Linked DNA regions of Sus scrofa: region 2 is linked to region 1. Evidence: chromatin contacts called from public Hi-C data. All regions are on one chromosome and are shown on one strand. Each heading gives the region's core, a stretch centred on a gene start, on an enhancer-like site or on the middle of the called end of the contact. The rest is flanking DNA. Distances are from core to core; before and after follow the strand shown. Region 1 holds the start of LRRC42 (leucine-rich repeat-containing protein 42). Region 2 overlaps YIPF1 (protein YIPF1).

Region 1 (6,600 bases), core at 2,872-5,371:
CATCCTTCTCTGCTTCCCCGATGTAGCTAATTCCTACTCACCATTAATACTCGGCTCAACCACCACCCCCTCCCAGGAAAACTTCCTAAGCCCTGCAACTAGTGCACATGCCCGTCTGGTTTTCCCAGAGCCCCAGCGTCTCCTTCTACGTAGCACTTTGCACTGTGTACCGTCTGTTCAATTGCTAATGTTCCCAGAGCTGTGAGCTCTTTGAAGGCAAAGCACTTAATTGCTTCATCTCTCTTTCCCAGGCTTATCATAGTGTCTAGTTTGAGTAAGCCCTCAACAGATATTTGCTGAAGAAATGAGAAGAAGGGTGAGAGCTCAAAAGGACAAACTTAGCACTCTGAGCTCCAGAGTCTGCTGATACTGTTGCTAGGAGGCAGCTCCTCTTCCAGGCAACAGCTGCAGGCTCCTCCCCCACTTGCCCGACCCTGCTGCAGGTGGTGGAAGCAAAGGGGATGATGGGAGTATATTGCTACTGGTACTACCAGGGAGGAGGAAAAAAAAAATCTAAAAACCAGAAAGAAAAAAATTCCTGTCACAGTGCCAGCCCTCATAACCCATACACTTGCCAGTATTCAGTGCCTACTGCTAAGGAGACCCTTCTCTGACTCTAAGTTTTTCTTCCAGTAAGGGTAAGCATCTTGCTCCTTCAATCTCACAGACTTTAATCTTGATGAGGAGATAAAGTAGATTCCCTCTTGTCTTTATTTCTGGATTTGGACATTCAATGTCCTATTCTACCTGTAGATCAGAAAGTAGACAGCAGGCATGGCCCCAAACAAGAATGACTGATTTTAAAAGCAGAAAGGCAAATTTGATGGAAGATAACATATTATAAGGAATCAACACACTATAAACACCCTGGCAATGAAATACATATACCTAGTCCTCACCGCCAACAGAGGCTTCCACAAACTCTGGAGTAAAATGAACAAATGGTGAATGAATGACCACTTCTGGTGAAAACCAGAAAAGTCTGATTCCATCCAGCAGAGGGCACAAGCAGCTTGGGACGAGTGAGGAAGCTAGGCCAGGCTGCCTCAAAATCCTGGCAGCTTTTTGCTTCCATGGATCATTTTCAAAAAAGGCACAATTCTGGCTGTTTTACCTTTAAATTACTCATCAAACGCAATTTCTCTTTCTAAATGATGAAAAAATCCAATATTTCCTGAAGAGTAAACCCACATCATCTGTCTAGAAGCCCCAAGGCTTCTGTTCTTCAACTATGGTACTTGAGGAACTGACCATGGTTCAGGAAATCCTGGTGACCTTTGATTTCTACTACTAAATTTGCTCATTCTCCCAATAAGGAGCTTCCTGAGAGTTTGTGAAGTACTATAAAATGATCTAAGAACTAGCCTTTCAAGATTAAGAACCATAAAGGCAAGGAAATTCCACATAGTTTCTCTAACTTGGCTTTGCTTGGGCCTGGCTGTTTGCCATACAGAGTGGTCTGTTATAAAGGAGCCCCTCAGGAGACAGGGTCTGTTCTGTATCATGGCAAAAATCCTATACAAACTAGAAAATTAAAGTAGTATCTGCAAGGATAACCATGTCCAGGAGAGATCTACATTGGCTATATTTGATATTACAGCAACAGAGGAACAGGGCATTCTGATAGCCTCCCAGGCTGTCTCCAGAGAGGTGGTTTTGTAACTCATATAATCTCATAGAAAACTACTTTACAATAGTGCATGTTCTAGTATTTGGTCACCACAAATGAGTTAAAGTTACCATGAAGCACAGCATTTTCAGCAAATGAATAAAATTCATTACTCACTAAATTAAAAACTCAGTTTGCTACAGCCTCTCTGAACAAGAGGAAAGATAAAATAATTGATAACTAAACGAGACAGCTTTTTAGATTCTGAAGTCAGTTTACCAAGCAAGAATCGTGACTATCCAGTCAAGTGGATGGAAGGAGGGAATCAGGGAAGGAGACAACAAGATTAAAACTGTGAGCTGAGTCTAGTTATCTGATTTGAAAAGAAAGAGAAGGAAACACCTCACTTTAGTAGGTAAAGTAACAATCCCCTAGGAATAATAAACCACACTAAGATTATGATGATATGGACAGTGGGAGTGATAATTACCATTTATCAAGCACCTACCAGTTGCCAAGGACTGTGCTAGATACTATACTAAATGACTTCATGTAATCCTCAACAATCCTATGAGGTCAAGATCATCACCTAACAGATTAAGAATCTCAGAGGCATAAAGCAACTGCTTAAGGAACAAAACTAGTAAGCGGCAGAGCCAGAATTCAAACTCAAGGCTGTGTCACTCCAAAGCTCAAGCTCTTTCCACTGTATGATGCTGTCTCTCAAGAATAAAAATATGACATCAGCCTTAAGGATAAAAAAAAATGTTAAAAATTAATCTCACCCACCTGTTTGATCCCTCTGGTATTCACTGACTCAAGCTGGGGGGGGGGGGCGCAGGGAGGAGATAAAAAAACCAGTGGACATCTGAGGAAAGAGTTGGTGGGAACAGAGCCAGGACAGAGCTACACTGAGGCCTCCCTTCTTCCCTCTGCCAGGGCAGAAATTACCCACATTCACACACCAGGAAAAAAAAAATCTGTCAACCAATGGCCTTCAACCCAAGGCTGCAGACACCCTTCGTTTATTTGAAAACGAAGTATTCTTGAGAAAATCTCCAACGTAAAACCTGAACAGAAAGTAGTTCCAAACCACCAATAACTAACAATCTTTTTTTTTTTTAAAAAATAACTAACAATCTTATACTGTTCTGGGTCACCGCCATTATTCAGTTTTCAACGCATTATTTCTTTTTTCCTGTAACTTGCACTTCCCTACCTGCCTTCTCACCCATACGTAGCTCCTACTTCCCTCTTGGAACAGGCCGATCTCTCCTACGTTCTGACCCTGGACAGTTTTTTCCACTTGCCAACTCCAGAGTACCACACACAAAATCCAATCTCCACACCAAGGATCCTAACCCTCTCCCTTCCTCCACTCCCAGCTACCCTGCCCCCACCTCTCCAACCTCCCGCCCTACCCATCCTTCCAGGACCCTTCTGAAATGTGGCTCCCCCATCCCTCCGACCCAATCCCACCGTCACCCGGCTCCTTCCTTCCTAGACCATTCCACCCCCACCCACTCTCATCCCTATGCACTCCTGCTCTGTCCTTCACCATGTATTCGCCCCTTCCTCCCACTTCGCTGAGATTCCCTCTCCCAGGACCCCAATCTCTCCATCTTTTCCTTGTCTTCTGCCCTCAACCTTCAAGATCTCCTTTCTTCACGCCTCACTAAAGCCCAACTTCACAATCCGCGGCCCCAACTTTTCCTCCCTACCCCCAAGACCCCACCCCTTCTCCCATTCCAGTCCTAGACCCTTCCCTCTTGGCACCCCTCAATCCGATTCCCTCTTCCCCTCCTTCGCCAGCACTGCAATCCTCCACCTCGGTCGAAATTCCCACGCATGCCCCTCCTCAAATTCACCCAAGCTAATCCTTCTCCCTTCTCCCACCCAGGCCTGAACCCCAATCTTCACACGCCCTCATACACTCCCCCAGCACCCCAATTCTACCCTTAAACCCACCTCTGACACCCCTATATCCTCATCTCCACATCTTTCACCAACCACACCCCAGCTTCGTCCCTTTCGATCTCCCCCTCCCCCATCCCACCCCTCCCTCAAACCCCGCACCCGCCCCATTCTCAGCCCTGGGCTACGTGAGAGGCCCAGCCCGCGGTCGCCACCTACCTGTACCCCCGCCTGGGGCAGCCCGGCAGCTCCTCGGTGGCAGGTCCCTCCTCCCGCGGCGCGGCAGAGGGGGGAAGCGGCTCCGCGCCCCCGGCACAAAGCTGAGGAGGGTGGGACAGAGAGTGGGCGGGAGGAGGGAGGGGGCTGGGGGCGACCTGGCGCCTTGGGACCGCGGGGCCGGCGGGGGCGGAGGGAAGACTGGGCAGGGGAGGCGCGCTTGCGCGCGAGACCCGGCATGAGGGGCGGAGCCGGGCCTGGAGGCGGGACCGGGCCCCGGGCTGGCGACCTGAGGGCCTAGGGCTCGAGCCGGGAGAGGTGGGGACTGCGCGTGCGTGTTCGCACGAAGGCGGGTCTCTTGGGTCTCGCAGGCCCCTGGGATCAAGCTGAGCTGGGGGAGGGTAGGCAGCGCGTGCTCAGGGCTTACCTAGGGACAGGCCCTTGGGCGGGGCTGCGGAACTCAGCCCGCGAACCAAAGATCACGGGGGCGTGGCCTGGGGCGTGGCCTATGGGAGGGTGGAGCATCAGGCCGGGAGAAGAGCTGAGCGCTCTGGGGATCTCGAGGAGGCTGGGCGGGAGGGAGGCGGGGCTGGGGAATGGGGCGCGCAACGCAGGGTGGGGCGAGACGGGGCGGGGTCTGAGGGAGGGGTGGAGCATAGAGCCGGGAGTAGATTCTGCGCAGCAGCCAGCGAACTCCTAGGAGGCCGGCGGAGAGGGGAGAGGCGGAGTTGTGGGCAGGGCGGTAGAGAGAAACGAAGCTCGACTGTAAGCGCGTTTGTCGCTAACCGGAGGCCTAGGCGATCCGGGCTTTGTGGCTCGCCCGGCACCTTGGGAGGTGGGACCCTGGCTGGGCGAGGCCGACAGAAGGGGATGCTGGTGGAGGAGGGAGCGAGCGAGCGAGCGTGGCGGGGGTTGTGAGGGGACGCGCGGCGCGGAGGCGGATCGCCGGGGTCGCTGAGGCTTGGCTCGTGAGGGGACCGGGAAGGGGGAAGTCTGACGCAGGTCTCTTCGAAGTACCAGAGAACCAGCGCACGAACTTTTTCTAGGCCTGATAAAATGTTTTGACCCCCCCACACACAAAGGGAAAATCAATTCCAAGTCGAAATTATAAGTGTATGAAAATGAAACCTATCCACTGGAACGTAAGTTCATACTTCAGAATTATGTTTGACATAAGATGTGGGTTCATTTAAGATATTTTATCTAGTTTGGCGCCAGGAGTCCAAAGTTATGAATGTTCAGGGCCCATGGAGGTCTCGAAATGGCCTTGAACTGAAGAGAAGGGTTTGGGATGGAGGGGAAAATGTGGGGTCAGGGCTGATTGCCTTTCAAGTGATATGCCAAGCTATAGGCCCTGGCTGGCACTGGGGAGAGGGAGGATGGCGCTTCTCGAATTTACACACGTTCCCGGTGGATGATGTAATGGGACAGGGTTTGAGGAATCAAAGAGTTACCAGAAGCTAGTGGCTGGTCGGGGAGAAGGTGAACTGAAGACTTGGCGCAGAGAGGTTTGCGGAAAGAAAGGACATGCGAACTGGAGGTGAAAGGGTGGATAAATGGCACTGGGACAAGATAAGGCATCTAAGGCATCACCACCAGTCCAATTGAGAACCACTGAACTATAGGCTAAAGCCTACTCTCTTTACCTGACTTTCAAGTATTTGTATTATCTGCTCCTAATCTACCTTTCCTAGAATTCAAGTCATTCTAAAGGAACCCCAGTGCAAGAATTCTTTCTTTAGTTTCTTTCATAGGTTATTACCTTTTCTTGTACACTTCCAGGATTGGAAAAGATTAAAAATCTTCTCTTTGCTAGAAATTTCTTATATCTATGATGTCATCCAGCTTAAAATTCATGTTTGTTTGTTTATTTATTTTGCCCATGCCTGCAGCATGTGGAAGTCCCTAGGCCAGGAATCGAACCCATACCACAGCAGCAACCCAAGCTGCTGCAGTGACAATGCCAAATCTTCAATCCATGGCACCACAGAGAACTCTGGAATTCATATTTGTTGAGTGCATTTCTCCCTGTTATTATCATCAGTTATTAGTGAAAAATTCTAATACTTTTTACATTTGAAGACTTGTGATGTTAAAACTTGTAGTCACATTTCTCTCACTAAATTATCTCTCCTTGAAACAATATTCTTTCAACTTCCTCCATTTAATGTAGCTTATATATCATCATGAAATTTTTGCACTCCTCTGAACAATGTAAAGCCTGACAGTGTCTTACTTAAAATATGCTAATTGGAACCGAACAGAGTATTCTAGGTGTGGTTCACTATTAGCATGTAACATACTAAGTTACTAGTTTCATGGTTGTCCATCTTCCTTGACACTGAGCTTGAAGGCAAAAACCAAGCCTTGGTCACCATCTTTGTCTTAGATTTACTGTAGTCAAAGGTGACGACATAGTATCTTTGCATTACTAGTGCAGTGTCTGGCCCTTAGTTGGTTTTCAAAGATTTCGATAGAAGGTGGTTCCTTCTTAACTCCAATAATATAATCTAAAATAACATTCCTTTGCCTTATAGTGACTTTGCAATCAACTAATCCTCTATATTTTACACATAGAGATGAAGGATTGGCAAGGTTTTTCTCTAAAGGGCCAGATAATAGATATTTTAGGCTTTATGAGTCTGTCACAAACATTCAACTCTGTCACTATAGCACAAAAGTAGCCACAGACAATATATACATGAATGAGCATGGCCATTTCCAATAAACCTACTCATTGACACAAAGCTGCAAATTTCCTATCTCATATGATTTTCATGTGCCACAAAATACTATATTGATTTTGAAAAATATTTTAAAATGTAAAAAGCATTCTTAGCTGATGGGCCATACAAAAACAG
Region 2 (6,600 bases), core at 2,775-5,274, 94 kb after region 1:
AGCCGGTGGCTACAGCTCTGATTAGACCCCTAGCTTGGGAACCTCCATGTGCCGTGGGTATGGCCCTCAAAGGCAAAAAAAAAAAAAAAAAAAGGGTCCTGCCTCACCAGAAGCTGCCAGGGCCACTCTGCTGCCTGTTTTTCCTAGTGCCCAGTTAAGAGCGGTCCCAGCTCACAACTCTAGAGCAGTAGTGCCCTTTCATTAGTGCCTCTCCTTGGCATCTTCCCATCTCTCTCCTGAACTTCTTACCCATCACACGCACACATACACATTTGCTTGAGAAGTTGGAGGGAAAAAGTGGAGCAGAGAGGTACCTGCAGGTGTAGGACCTTTTTTTGGGGTGGAGGCACAGTTTCTCTCCGCAAGGAAGGGTAACATTCCTTCCAGGGGCCCACAGCCTGGGGCTTCATGCCCACACTGGAGATGGCCTCCTTTCTCTCCCAGAGGAGAGGCGCGTGCAGGAGGGCAGGAGCAGTCGCTAGGAGACGGGTTCTAGTCTCAGCTCCATCACTCTCTGCTTCGGTTAGTTCCCCTCTCTGACCCCCACCTCCTCACCCTGAAAAAGAGGTGAAGGTGTGTTGTAAGGGTGAGTGATCAGGACAGTTATCATCGGAAAGGCAGGGAGAGGAAGTGGCAGAGGAGTTACTTGAGCTGAGGGGCACCAGCCGAACCAGGCAGCTTGGTCTTCTCGCTTGCCCCTGGGGAACACGGATTGTTGCTTTTGCCTCAGTGTAGTGAAGCACATGACAGCCCTGCACCTGCTGAGGGCCCCTGGGCACTGGTGCCTGTGCACTTTCTCTACGTTGGGCCTGGGACGCACCTGCAGGGGTGACTGACGAGGCGCTAGAGGGTGCATCTTTGGTTGGTGTGTTTGGAGATGTACAAGCCTGTGTTCCTGCTGCGAGTTGAGGGTCTGTGCCCTCGTGTTTGTGGAATTAATGATTCATAGAAATATAACTTAGAGATTTTTTTTTTAGTCCTTTCATTTTATAAATAAGACTTGTCCAAAGTCATAGTGCAAGTTACTAGCAGAGCCAGATTTATCTTTTTTTTTTTTTTTTTTCAACTGCACCCGTGGCACGTGGAAGTTACTGAGCTAGGGATTGAACCTGAGCCCCAGGAGTGACAGTGCCAGCTCCTTAACCTGCTGAGCCACCAGGGAACTCCAGAGCCAGGTTTAGAAGCTAGGCCTCTTGCTCATTCTGGTGAAGATTTCCTCTAGGATCCTGGAAGAGGGTCATTGTTCCTGCATCCTGGGGGCTTCTTGGCTCTGTGGTCCTGCAGGATAACTGGAGGGGCCCGGGACTAGCCGCATGGCCCCTGCTCCCGCTTAATGAGGGACTGTTTTCTTCCTTCTTAGAAAACAGCTGCTGGGAGAGACCTTGGGGAGGAAGACTTTTAAAACTGAAAGAATTGGGAGTTCCTGTCGTGGCGCAGTGGTTAACGAATCCGACTAGGAACCATGAGGTTGTGGGTTTGGTCCCTGTCCTTGCTCAGTGGGTTAACGATCCAGCGTTGCCGTGAGCTGTGGTGTAGGTTGCAGACGCGGCTCGGATCCCTTGTTGCTGTGGCTCTGGCGTAGGCCGGTGGCTACGTCTCCGATTGGACCCCTAGCCTGGGAACCTCCATATGCTGCGGGAGTGGCCCAAGAAATAGCAAAAAAAAGACCAAAAAAAAAAAAAAAAAAACTGAAAGAATTGCTCTGGGCTGTTATTAGAGGGACTCTGCAGCTAGAAACTTTGAAATGGACTGAAGAGTTAACTGGAAATAGAAATTTTGTGGGGGGTGGCGAAACTCCAGTGTGTGGTGTTGGTGCCCCCTTCTGGCTGAAAGAGAGCAGAGCTGGTGAAGTGGTTATTGCCTTACTGGCTTATCTTTCTTACCTTCCTGAGGCCTCAGCTCCGAGGCAGGGAGTCCTGCACAGGCAGGGGTCCCTGATTTATTAACAGGGTCATCTGTCCTTTCAACAGCCTCTGTTCATGGCTAGTGAGATTGGTATTTTCCTGGGCTCAAGTGAAGCGGCTCAGACCCCAAAGCAGGTGGAAAGATCCTCCCTGATGTTTTCCGTCTTCCACCTCCTTCTGATTTTTGACAGTTAAATTGTAGATGGTGAGTGGAAGCACTTACCAAACCTTTCATTTCCAAGCGGAAGAATCAGGCCGTAAGGGCTGCCTGGCCCTTTCTTTGAAAGGTCTTTACGGGGAGCCGGCTGGTTGAGCAGCAGTCTCTCCGGGTTCAGTTCATTAAGTATTGATTGTTTACACGGTGTGCCAGGCTCTGTTCGAGGGGCTGGGGACACAGGGACAAGAAGGACACAGAGACTGTTCGAAGTGGTGATTAACAGCTTGCGTCAGGAAGACCCAGCGTTGAGCCCAGGGGCACCCCTCGCCAGCCACATGCACCCGATCGAATAGTGGCTTCTGAGTCTCCGTTTCTTCACCTGTCAGATGAGGGTCGTGAAAACGCTTCTCCAGGTAGTTATGCGGATTAGGTCCTATGTGGCAAGCATTCCGTCAGCGGCAGCGAAATTGAAAAAGCCACACACAGTTGAGTGAGAGACCAGACAGTTCGGCGTGCTGGCTAGTGTGCTGGGGGAAATGTAGGGGCCACGAGAGCCCAGAGGCGCTGTTAGCCTGGAGTCTCGGACGCTTGCCTGGGCCATTGTTTTCTTTTCTTTTTTTTTTTTTATTTTATTTTCCCACTGTACAGCAAGGGGGTCAGGTTATCCTTACATGTATACATTACAATTACAGTTTTTCCCCCACTATTTCTTCTGTTGCAACATGAGTATCTAGACATAGTTCTCAATGCTATTCAGCAGGATCTCCTTGTAAATCTATTCTAGGTTGTGTCTGATAAGCCCAAGCTCCCGATCCCTCCCACTCCTTCCCCCTCCCATCAGGCAGCCACAAGTCTCTTCTCCAAGTCCATGAGTTTCTTTTCTGAGGAGATGTTCATTTGTGCTGGATATTAGATTCCAGTTATAAGTGATAACATATGGTATTTGCCTTTGTCTTTCTGGCTCATTTCACTCAGGATGAGATTCTCTAGTTCCATCCATGTTGCTGCAAATGGCATTATGTCATCCTTTTTTATGGCTGAGTAGTATTCCATTGTGTATATATACCACATCTTCCGAATCCAATCATCTGTCGATGGACATTTGGATTGTTTCCATGTCCTGGCTATTGTGAATAGTGCTGCAATGAACATGCGGGTGCATGTGTCTCTTTTAAGTAGAGCTTTGTCCGGATAGATGCCCAAGAGTGGGATTGCGGGGTCATAGGGAAGTTCTATGTATAGATTTCTAAGGTATCTCCAAACTGTTCTCCATAGTGGCTGTACCAGTTTACATTCCCACCAGCAGTGCAGGAGGGTTCCCTTTTCTCCACAGCCCCTCCAGCACTTGTTATTTGTGGATTTATTAATGATGGCCATTCTATTTTCTAACGCCCCTCGTGGGTCTCCTTTCCCTGCAGGCCTACTTTTTTGATGCACCAGAGATGGACCATCTCCCACCAGCCACCGCAGCTCCAAACCAAACAGTTGCAGCAGTCAAGTCCAGCTAAAGAGGAAAGGGAGCGATTGTATTTGCATCTCCTCGCGGTGAGGTACAGTCAAAACGGGCAGGTGTCGCAGGTGTCTGGCTGTGAGCATCCCAAACTGGGAGGGCCAGGCCCTTTGAGCATCCTCACAACGCCGTGTGGGGTGTGCCCCTCTTGCCGAGGGTTCGGTTGGGAAATCTGCCTCCTCTGGCTTTGTACGTTTGGGAAGCAGGCGCCTTGGAGTCTCCTGTAAGGAGGGTTCCTGCCTTTCGGCCCCAGCTTCCCCTCTCCTCTCCTCCCCGTTCCCTTCCCAGCAGCACAGTTGGGTTTGTTCCATTGGCTTATAGTCCTATGATTGTTTTTTCCTCCAGTTTCTCTGTGACTTCTCAGGCTGGCCTCAGACCCTGAGTGTGACTGTTCTTGAATTACTCATGCAGTTCTCCCAAGCTTACCAGTTCTCATGCTCAGTTTGCTCTCGGGCCCCTTTGATGAGTCCACTGTGGGCAGCTAGCTCGGGGCCGGACTGCAGGAACGGGACCCCGTGCCTCCCTGGCTGGTCTCTCGCCCCCTGTTCCACCTCCTCAGTGTACCGAGCCTTCGCACGTGCTCATCAGTTGTCTGAAACGCTCCTTCCCTTCCAGTCGTCATCACTTACTTTGTGATCCCGTTACACCTTGTACCTGTTCACTGTCAGTGTGTCCATCTGCCTGTCCATTTGTTCACTCTTTTATTTATCCATTTGTTCTCCTTGTACTAGAATGTCCCCCCAGTTAGACTCAGCCTCGTAAGAGCAAGAACAAAGAGGGCATGTTTTTTGTATCTTCATTGCTCACCACATGACCTGGTATACAGTAGGTACTCAGTAAACGTTTATGGCATGAATGAAGCCGCACTCTGCACGTGAGCTCCCTAAAGAACCTTTATCCTATTTTGTAATCATGTGCTGATCTTTCTGCCCAAACTGCTGTCTCCCAGAGCAACAGGGTGTGGTCCAAAGACCAGGGCCTTTAGAGTCAAATAGAATTAAAATTAAATCCTTGCCTTGCCATGTACTGTCAGTGTGCCTGAGACAAAGAGCTTATTCTCTCTGTGCCTCAGCTAACTTCACTATGAAATAAGGGTGATACGTCTATAGGCATACCTTGGAGTTATTGTCGGTTTGATTCTAGACCACTGGAGAAATGCAAGTATTGCAATAAAGCAAGTCACACGAGTCTTTTGGTTTCCCAGTTCATATAAGAATTATATTCATAGGAGTTCCCATCATGGCTCATTGGTTAGTGAACCCGATTAGCATCCATGAGGACCTGGGTTCGATCCCTGGCCTCAGTCAGTGGGTTAAGGATCTGTCGTAGCCATGAGCTGTGGTGTAGGTTGCAGACTCTGCTTGGATCCAGCATTGCTGTGGCTGTGGTGTAGGCTGGCAGCTGCAGCTCTGATTCAACCCCTAGCCTGGGAACTTCCATACGCTGTGGGTACAGCCCTAAAAAGACAGGCACACAGAAAAATCTGTATTGCTCAAAAATGCTGACCATCATTTGACCTCCAGTGAATTGTAGTAGTAATACAAAAGACACTGATCAGGAGCTCCTGTCGTGGCTCAGCAGTTAATGAGTCCAACTAGTATCCATGAGGACGCAAGTTCGATCCCTGGCCTGGCTCAGTGGGTTAATGATCTGGCGTTGCCAGGAGCTGTGGTGTAGGTCTCAGACATAGCTCAGATCCCACGTTGCTGTCTGGCAGCTATAGCTCTGTTCGACCCCTAGCCTGGGAACCTTCATATGCCACGGGTGCGGCCCTAAAAAGACAAAAGACCAAAAAAAAAAGATCACTGATCAGAGATCCCCATAACAAATATAGCAATAATGAAAAAGTTTGAAATATTGTAAGAATTACCAAAATGTGACACAGAGATAAATGCCCTTAGGAAAATGGTACTGGTAGACTTGCTCAATGCAAGGTTGCCACAGACTTTCAATGTATAAAAAACAACAGCATCTGCAAAGCATAATAAAGTGAAGTTCCGTTAATCGAGGTGTGCATTTATATTTTAAGACTGTAGTGAAGATTAGAGATCATGTTTATAAAAGCTCCCGGCACACAGCTATTATGGGCAGTAATAGACTCAAGCTGCTCCCTCTCTGAGAATAGGTCACTAATTTGTGTTGGAATTTGATGGTTCATACTGGCTTTATGGTGACTTTTCATTTCCTTTTTGTAAAACACATGGAGATTTCCCCTCTCAATTAAGAAATTTAGGGTGCCAGCCCTACGAGGTGACAAGTTGTGATTACTCAAACAAAGGTCCTGCCAGTGGCCTTGTTGCTAAGACAGTCCTGGCCAATGGCATGACTAGGGGACCACGGAAACATCAGAGCCCGCTTCCCCCCTTCCTCTCCTCACTTGGTACCGTGATGATAGAATAAAAGGAGATCTGAGCCCATGGAGATGCAATGTGCTTCCCTCCTCTTTTGATAGTGAGGTAGCTGAGGCCAAGGGAGGACAGTGCCCGGTCCATGGCCACCCCAGGTTTGGAGGCAGGCAGACTAACGTGTATCATATCCTGTTTCAGAAAGCACTGTCCAGGTCACTCTCACTGGCCGCTCTTACCAGCCATGTTGTCCCCACTCTCTCGATGGGGAAGCTGGGCTTAGTCAGTCTGAGGTCACTAAGATCACCTCCCTCTTAGAGGCAGAGCTGGGACTTAAACTCAGGTCTTGAGGAACCAATTCCTGAGGTTTTTCCACTTTCCCACTTTTTAGGCTGGTGTTCTTTTTACATGAAAACTTGCAGGCTCCCCTGCTGGCTCCTGGCCTTTTTCTGAGGGGTGGAGAGTAGAAGCTCTCTTTTGCTGGTCTAGAGATGCTTTAGTTCAGAGGTTGTCATACTTCTTTGATTGTACAACCTGTCAGGTAAGAACTTGAGGCCTAGGAGTTCGTCGTGACTCAGTGGTAACAAACCTGACTAGGATCCACGAGGATGCGGCTTTGATCCCTCGCCTCGTTCTGTGGGTTAAGGCTCTGGCGTCGGTGAGATCTGAGCTGTGGTGTAGGTT

What was found. Hi-C and Micro-C count contacts between places; a contact is called where the count stands out from the background.
Region 2: a contact with region 1 is called in a Hi-C map of subcutaneous adipose tissue, with 1.9 times the contacts expected there. The contact joins the enhancer-like site here to the promoter of LRRC42 in region 1. A contact is called at or near these places in 12 of 47 Hi-C or Micro-C datasets (blood, embryonic fibroblasts, fetal liver and 7 more) and 2 of 2 datasets of contacts at active chromatin or transcription factors (alveolar macrophages and skeletal muscle).

The regions. Positions count from the first base shown.
Region 1 is chr6:158,334,181-158,340,780 of Sscrofa11.1, forward strand. It overlaps LRRC42 (leucine-rich repeat-containing protein 42), which reads right to left and starts at 4,122. Exons shown (of 8, transcript XM_021096606.1): 1 at 3,743-4,122. It overlaps HSPB11 (intraflagellar transport protein 25 homolog), which reads left to right and starts at 4,602. Exons shown (of 7, transcript XM_013999370.2): 1 at 4,602-4,881. The coding sequence starts at 4,855.
Region 2 is chr6:158,428,502-158,435,101 of Sscrofa11.1, forward strand. It overlaps YIPF1 (protein YIPF1), which reads left to right. Exons shown (of 11, transcript XR_002345188.1): 10 at 3,480-3,611. Among named protein-coding and RNA genes, the nearest start is that of NDC1, 27 kb to the right of the region's middle. Within about 2 kb of position 4,025, at least 4 of the 83 cell types and tissues checked have an H3K27ac peak or open chromatin away from gene starts, as enhancers often do. A contact at or near this core is called in retroperitoneal adipose tissue and subcutaneous adipose tissue, where this site is marked.